Regions from separate parts of the Ovis aries genome. Here region 2 is linked to region 1. The links are chromatin contacts, called in public Hi-C maps. All regions are on one chromosome and are shown on one strand. Each heading gives the region's core, a stretch centred on a gene start, on an enhancer-like site or on the middle of the called end of the contact. The rest is flanking DNA. Distances are from core to core; before and after follow the strand shown. Region 1 overlaps ARHGEF3 (Rho guanine nucleotide exchange factor 3). Region 2 has its middle 13 kb from the start of TASOR.

What was found. A called contact is a pair of places that touch in the nucleus more often than the background predicts.
Region 2: a Hi-C map of mesenteric adipose tissue shows a contact between it and region 1, with 1.9 times the contacts expected there. The contact joins two enhancer-like sites. A contact is called at or near these places in 7 of 16 Hi-C or Micro-C datasets (blood, hypothalamus, liver and 4 more).

Annotation. Positions count from the first base shown.
Region 1 is chr19:44,361,085-44,364,617 of ARS-UI_Ramb_v3.0, forward strand. The region is part of intron 4 of ARHGEF3 (Rho guanine nucleotide exchange factor 3); the gene reads left to right. Among named protein-coding and RNA genes, the nearest start is that of TASOR, 79 kb to the right of the region's middle. Within about 2 kb of position 1,902, at least 9 of the 54 cell types and tissues checked have an H3K27ac peak or open chromatin away from gene starts, as enhancers often do.
Region 2 is chr19:44,426,389-44,429,921 of ARS-UI_Ramb_v3.0, forward strand. No RefSeq gene overlaps it. Among named protein-coding and RNA genes, the nearest start is that of TASOR, 13 kb to the right of the region's middle. Within about 2 kb of position 1,658, at least 5 of the 54 cell types and tissues checked have an H3K27ac peak or open chromatin away from gene starts, as enhancers often do.

The sequences.
Region 1 (3,533 bases), core at 652-3,151:
CCAATGTTCCTACTTTTTCACCCTTTCCCTTAGTCCCTTCTGCCTCTATAGTCTTTGATTTCTTCAGGGCTCCTGATCCTTGGCTTAGGAAACAGCAGTGCTGTGGTTTAGAATCAAGTCTTGCAGAGAGTCGCAGCCTTGGGCTCAGTCCTGGCTCTATCACTCATTACCAGCTCTGTGACCTCAGGCAGAGTTTTTAACCCCTCTGAGCTTCAATTGCCTGGTTTGTAAAATGGGTGTATTAGTAGTACTAACGTAAGTGAAGTCAAGGAAATCATGCATGGAACATACTTTGACAAAGCCTGGCTCAAAATCGCCTGTTGGTATCATTACTGTGGCAGGGTGCTCAGTTGTGTCCAACTATTTGGGCCCCTGTGAACAGTAGCCCACCAGGCTCCTCTAGCCATGGAATTTCCCAGGCAAGAATACTGGAGTGGGTTGCCATTTCTTTCTCCAGGGGATCTTCCCCACCCAGAGATCAAACCCATGTCTCCTCCATTGCCAGGCTTACCGCTGAGCCACCTGGGAAGCCACTTATTACTATTAATGTAGTTGTTATTGTAAGAGGAATTTGCATATCCTGTCTGGGAAAGCTTTCAAGTCAAGAGCTGAACTTGAATTTCAGCTCTGCCAATAACTACTGGGTACGACTTGGGGCAAGTCACCTCACTTCTCTGAACACCTGCTTCCTCTTCTATAAAATGGAGCGATGGGCTTGCTGTGTGGAATAGATGAGAGACTGTGTGTGCCGGCTCCAGGCAGCAGGAGACCCCATGGGTCTTGGTACCTCCTCCTCCCCATCCAGGGTCTCCCGTTGGCTGCATAGGGCTTCCTTCTCTTCTTCTTTTTTTTAAAATTTCTATTGTTGTCTTTATTATTTTAATCCTGAGGTTATCTTTCTGTTTTTAAATTGAGGTTACGTTGGTTTACAACATTATCTAAGTTTCACGTGTGCAACATTATATTTTGACGTCTGTGTACACTCTTTGACTTCTGCATAGTCGCCAACAAAAGTTTCATCTCCATCCATCACCATAGAGCTGACCCCCTTTACCCATTTTTGCAATCCTCCCACCCTCTTCCTCTCCTTCTCCTCTTGACAAAATCAGAAGAGAATTACATCTGGGTCGGGGTGGAACGACCTATTTCCCTGTTTCTAGAAAATTGCTAGAAGCTCACAGAGTGACTGAACTAACTCAGTAGGTCGCTCAGGGTCCTGGCAGCATGTAGTTTACACAGCTGCAATTCTAGAGGCTTTGCTGGGCTGGGACAGCCCCTTGCCACCCCTCTGCACAGACCTGCTTTGTAAATTCAGGAGTGGTCCAGAGCCTGACCTCTAAGTGATGGGGCAGAAGGAGGGAGCACCTTCTGGTGAATGGGCCTTCCCCTCATCCCTGAGGGTGCTGGGGGATTGAGGAGAATCTGTCAGCTTAGACCCTCACCAGTCTCCCGGAGGAGCCCTTCCCTCTAGAGCTGGCCAGTGCTGGCAAGCTCATGGGAACTTTGCCCCTTTCTGCCACAGGAGCATTTGACTTCAGGAATAAAGAACATTTTTCTTTTACCACAAAACTGCCCTTGTCTTTCCTGGAAACTTTTACTGGCACCCCTTACCGCTGAATCTCCAGTGGCAAAACTAAACAACCAAATCACAGATTTGTATTTACTTCTTTTAAGTCAGCTGCCCTTTTTTATTCATTTGCCCTCATGTGTCTTTGTAATTGAAATGAACCATGTGTGACTGGGGTACAGGGCTGGGGCTTGTATGTTTTTGCCTGCTTTGTCAGTGTGATGCAGCCTGTTTCAAATGCACAGTCTTCTGAATTTTAATAGACTGTAGATAATGATACATCTGGTTGCATATTAATTGCTGAGAGTTAGAAATAACACATAATCACTGTGTTCCAAGGTTGCAAGTGTACAGCAGTGCGAGCCAGGGTTTGTTATGAGGCTTTGGAAAAATACATTGTTAGTGGGCATGATTTAATTCCTGTCGTTAAAAACGTGCTACAAAAGGAAAACTCTCAAAGTTCAGTCTTGTGTTCTGCATATGTGCACCAACACACACACACACACACACACACCTCCCAAGGAATAACATTGTGAAGCTATTCGTCTGCACTTGGGGAGTGTGGGAGCAGTGGCGAGGCCATACGACTCCGTTATAGATTACCTACCTGACAGTTTCCTGTACCTTATTTTCCTATAAACCATTGCTTGGTGGGTGGTAAGATGTCAGCTGAAAGCCAAAGCAGGAAAGTTTTCAATTTTAAGAAAAAAACCTTTTTTTCCCAATTCGGTCACTCCCCGGTGGCTGTGTGGCTGGTAGCTTTCTCCACTTTGAAGGATCAGATTTCAGTGTATCCTGTTCCCAGTTGAGAGCAGGCTGTTCTGTAACACCCAAGTGCAGTGTTCCCCAGTTCCAAGTGGAGGCATGTGCCGCGGAGGATGCACACGGACCAAACGGTTTGACGGGATAAATTGTGCTCAGAGGGACAGCGTAGGGTTACCAGGGAGCTCAGTAACTGCATTTTATGTGTCTCTCTGGAAGTCACACCTCTGCGAGGCTTGCAAACTGCTCCAAATCGCTGTTCGCATCCAGAACAGAAACCGACCAGGCAGCAAGAGGAGGGGGTCCACATTCTTTTCCTGCAGACCCAGGGCCCTTGGTTGGATGTTCCTTTTAGGTTTCACCTAGCAGCTGAATATAGGATCCCTCACCAGCCTCGTCTTCAGTCAGATGGCAGACCCGGCTGTCAGCGTTGCTTGCCTGTGACGTGTTTGCTCATCTCACATCCGCCTGGAACACGCTGTGCTTCCTTTGGGACACTGAGATTGTGAACTGTGCATCCTTTTCCATCCCTGTGCTTCTTTTTCCTCTTCTGGGAAGCTAAGATAATGCTGAGATTCAAGGGATGACAGGAGGATGAGAGAGAGAGAACAGGTCAGTGGATCTGTGCCTGGTGCTTTCTGGAAGCCAAAAGAAGCATGTTGTTTTGGGGAGTTCTACCTTGTACCTCCGACATGGCTTGAACACCTGGAATTCCTATCATTGCCTCATTCCAGATAGTACTGGGATCAGGCAAGATTGGAAGCCAGCTCTTCTAGCCCACAGTTCAGCAGTGTGGGCTGGGGAGGGGTAGGCTGGGAGGAGTTCCTTGTAGACTTGACCACCCACCCTACGTGGGTGCCCTTCAGCCCCTCAGGTTCTTATCTTGGGATTTCATGGCTGATGTTTTTTTCTACTTGGATGTAGCCTTGGATCTTGCCAAACCACTCCCAGTTTTGCTGTGTCCAGTCAGGGCTTGACTAAGCAGATGATGAAACTGCCGGAGGAAAGGGAAGGCAAGGATGTGGAATCAAAATATGGTCTCGTAGCAGCCCAAGTCCTCAGAGAGCAGGGCATGTCATTGGTGAGACTGTGGCAGTGACCTGGAGTGACAGCTCTGTCCCTGGGCAGGGAAGAGTCCAGTGCTACAGGGAATGAATGAAAGCGCAACCCTGTGGTTCCGTAGGAGCGCAACCCTGTGGTTCGG
Region 2 (3,533 bases), core at 408-2,907, 65 kb after region 1:
TGCAGTCCGAGGGACTCTGAAGAGTTTTCTCTAGCACCACAGTTGGAAAGCATAATATGGATGGAGGTTCATGGTACTTTGGACTACAAACCATTTACCACCACAGAAATGCAAATGAAAGCTGCAATGATACCACTTCACCTTCATTAGGATGGCTACTCTTGGGAAAAAAACAGAAAATAAATGTTGGTGACGATGTGGAGAAACTGAAACCCTTGTGCATGATTGGTAGAAGTAGGAAAATGGTGAAGCTTCTGTGGAAAGTAGTGTGGTGGTTCCTCAAGAAGAATGAAATAGGATTATCATTTGATTCAGCATACGAAAGGACTGATCCTAAGCTCCAATACTTTGTCCACCTGATGCAAAGAGCTGCTTCATTGGAAAAGATCCTGCTCTGATGCTGGGAAAGATTGAAGGCAGGAGAAGACAGGGGCAACAGAGGATGTGGCTGTTGGATGGCATCACTGATCCAATGGACGTGAGTTTGGGCAAACTCCAGAAGACAGTGAAAGACAGGAAAGCCCAAAGGACTGTAGTCCATGGGGTCGCAAAGAGTTGAAGACGACTCAGCAACTGAACAACAACAACAATGATCCAACAGTCCGATTTATGGGTATATATATATCCAAAAGAATCGAAAGCAGGATCTCAGAGATAGTTGCATATCCATGTTCATGGCAGAGTTATTCACAATAGCTACGATGTGGCAGCAAGACAAGTGTCCATCAATGGATGAATAGATAAACTGGTTTATACGTACAATGGAATATTATTCAGGCTTAAAATGGAAGGAAATTCTGTCACATGCTGCCATGTGGATGAACCTTGAGGGAATTACGCTAAGTAAAGAAGCTGATTACAAAAAGACAAACACTATATGATTCTACCTTTATGATATACTCAGAATAGTCAAAACCACAGAAATAGAAAGTCAAATGTTAGTTGCCATGGGCTTAGGGAGGGAAATGGGGAGTTGCTGTGTAATGATAGAGAGTGTCAGCCTTTTAAGATGGAAAGGGTTCTGAGGATTGTTTGTACATAATGTGAATGTACTTTACTAGGCTATACACTTAAAAATGGTTAAGATGATAAGTTTTCTATTATATATACACTGCTGTAATTTAAAAAAAGGAAAACAGTGTCGAACTCACTTTATATTTCATCTGTGCAGCAACCCCTTGAGGTTTTAGGTTATAATTATTATCTCATTTTACAAATGAAGAAACCTAGGTGCATAGTTAGAACATATTCTTAAAAGAATCCCATTGTACCTTAAACTATGTAAAAGAGTTGGTAAACTACCAGCAGGTGACCCCACTAAGCCTTCGAGATGTTATGGCCCACCTTTGTTCCCTCTCATGAAATAATTTCCTTAGGAAATTTATTTCCTAAGGTCCTTCCGTTTAAGAGCCTTCAGCAGTCAGAACTTTGGGAAGAATTCTGTCCTGCCTAAATGTAAGTGCTGCAATTCCATTATTCCTATAAGGCAAAAATAATACATACACATATAAATTACATATGTTTATGTGACTGTTATCCTGAATATTTTAAAGAATATTTTTAGAATGTGATACAGAAAAGTTGCTGGGTTTTGAAGCCTGTTTCATGAGCTTTTGCTCCCCTCTGCTGGAAGGTTTGTGTATATGCTCCTGAGGATCTTTTTGGCAAAAAAAAAAAGTTGACTTTCGTTTTCATTGGTGGTGGTAGTTTAGTCACTAACTTGTGTCTTGCAACCGCATGGACTGGATCCACCAGGCTCCTCTGTCTGTGGAATTTTCTAGGCAAGAATACTGGAGTGGGTTGCTGTTTCCTTCTCCAGGGGATTGTCCCAACCCAGAGACAGAACCCACGTCTCCTACATTGTAGGCAAATTTTCTGCTAAACCACCAGGGAGAAGGAAATGGCAACCCACTCCAGTATTTTTGCCTAGAGAATCCCATGGACGGAGAAGCCTGGCAGGCTACAATCCATGGGGTCACAGAGTCAGACACAACTGAGTGACTAACACACACACACACACAAACCACCAGGGAAGCCAGACAAGTGTTAGATTCTGCTCTCCAAACCTAGACTTTCAGTGAGGTATCTCAGTCTACAGGGGTCGGGTTCAAAAATTTCTAAATACACTTAAGCTATTTTTACAATCAAAACAATATTATGGGGGACTTCCCTGGTGGTGGTCCAGTGGTTAATACAGGGGGCTCTACTTCGATCTCTGGTTGGGGAACTAAGATTTGTGCCACATACACGCTCAGTTGTGTCTGACTCTTTGCAACCCTATAGACTGTAGCCTGCCAGGCTCCTCTGTCCCTGGGATTCTCCAGACAAGAATACTGGAATGGGTTGCCATTTCCTTCTGCAGGGGATCTTCCCAACCCAGAGATTAAGCCCCAATCTCCTGCGTCTCCTGCATTGGCAAGCAGATTCTTTACGACTGTGCCACCTGAGAAGCCCAAAATTGTAAGTATAATTTTTAAATACTTTGAGGTTTCGCAAAGCAAAGCAAAACAGTTTTTTTTTTTTTTGCTTTTTAAATTTTATTTGTAAATTTTACTGGAGTATAATTTATTTACACTGTTATGTTAGTTTCAGATGTATAGCAAAGTGATTCCATTATATATATATATATATATATATATATATATATACATATACACACACACACACATACACACACACATAAATTCATTCTTTTTTAGATTTCCTCATATAAATTATCACAGAATATTGATTAGAGTCCCCTGTGCTAATACAATAGGTCCCTGTCTTATATATAGCAGTGTATGTATGTTCATTCCAAGCTCCTAATTTATCCCTGCGCCACATTTCCCTTTTGGTAACCACAAGTTTGTTTTCAATATCTGTAAGTGTGTTTCTGTTTTGTAAATCAGTTCATTTCTATCATGTCTTAAAATTAGATTCCATATGTGAGTGATATCATGTGATGGTTGTCTTTCTCTGTTTGACTTAGTATGATACTCTCTAGGTTCATCCATGTTGCTGCAAATGGCATTGTTTCATTTATTTCTGTGGCTGAGTAATATTCTGTTGCATATATGCGCACTACATCTTTATTCATTTGTTGGTGGACATTTAAGTTGCTTCCATGTCTTGGCTGTTGTAAACAGTGCTGCTGTGGACATTGGGGTGCGTGTATCTTTTCAAATTAGAGCTTTCTCCGGATACATGCCCAGGAGTGAGATTGCTGGATCATATGATATTTCTGTTTTTAGTTTTTTAATGAATCTCCATACTGTTTTCCATAGTGGCTATACCAATTTAGATCTTCCCTGGTGGCTTAGACGGTAAAGTGTCTGCCTACAATGCAGAAGACCTGGGTTCAATCCCTGGGTCGGGAAGATCTCCTGGAGAAGGAAATGGCAACCCACTCCAGTATCCTTGCCTGGAAAATCCCATGGATGGAGGAACCTGGTTACGCTACAGTCCATAGGGTCGCAAAGAGTCGGACACGACTGAGCGACTTCACTCACTCACTCACTCACTCTACCAATTTATATCTCTCCCAGTTGTGT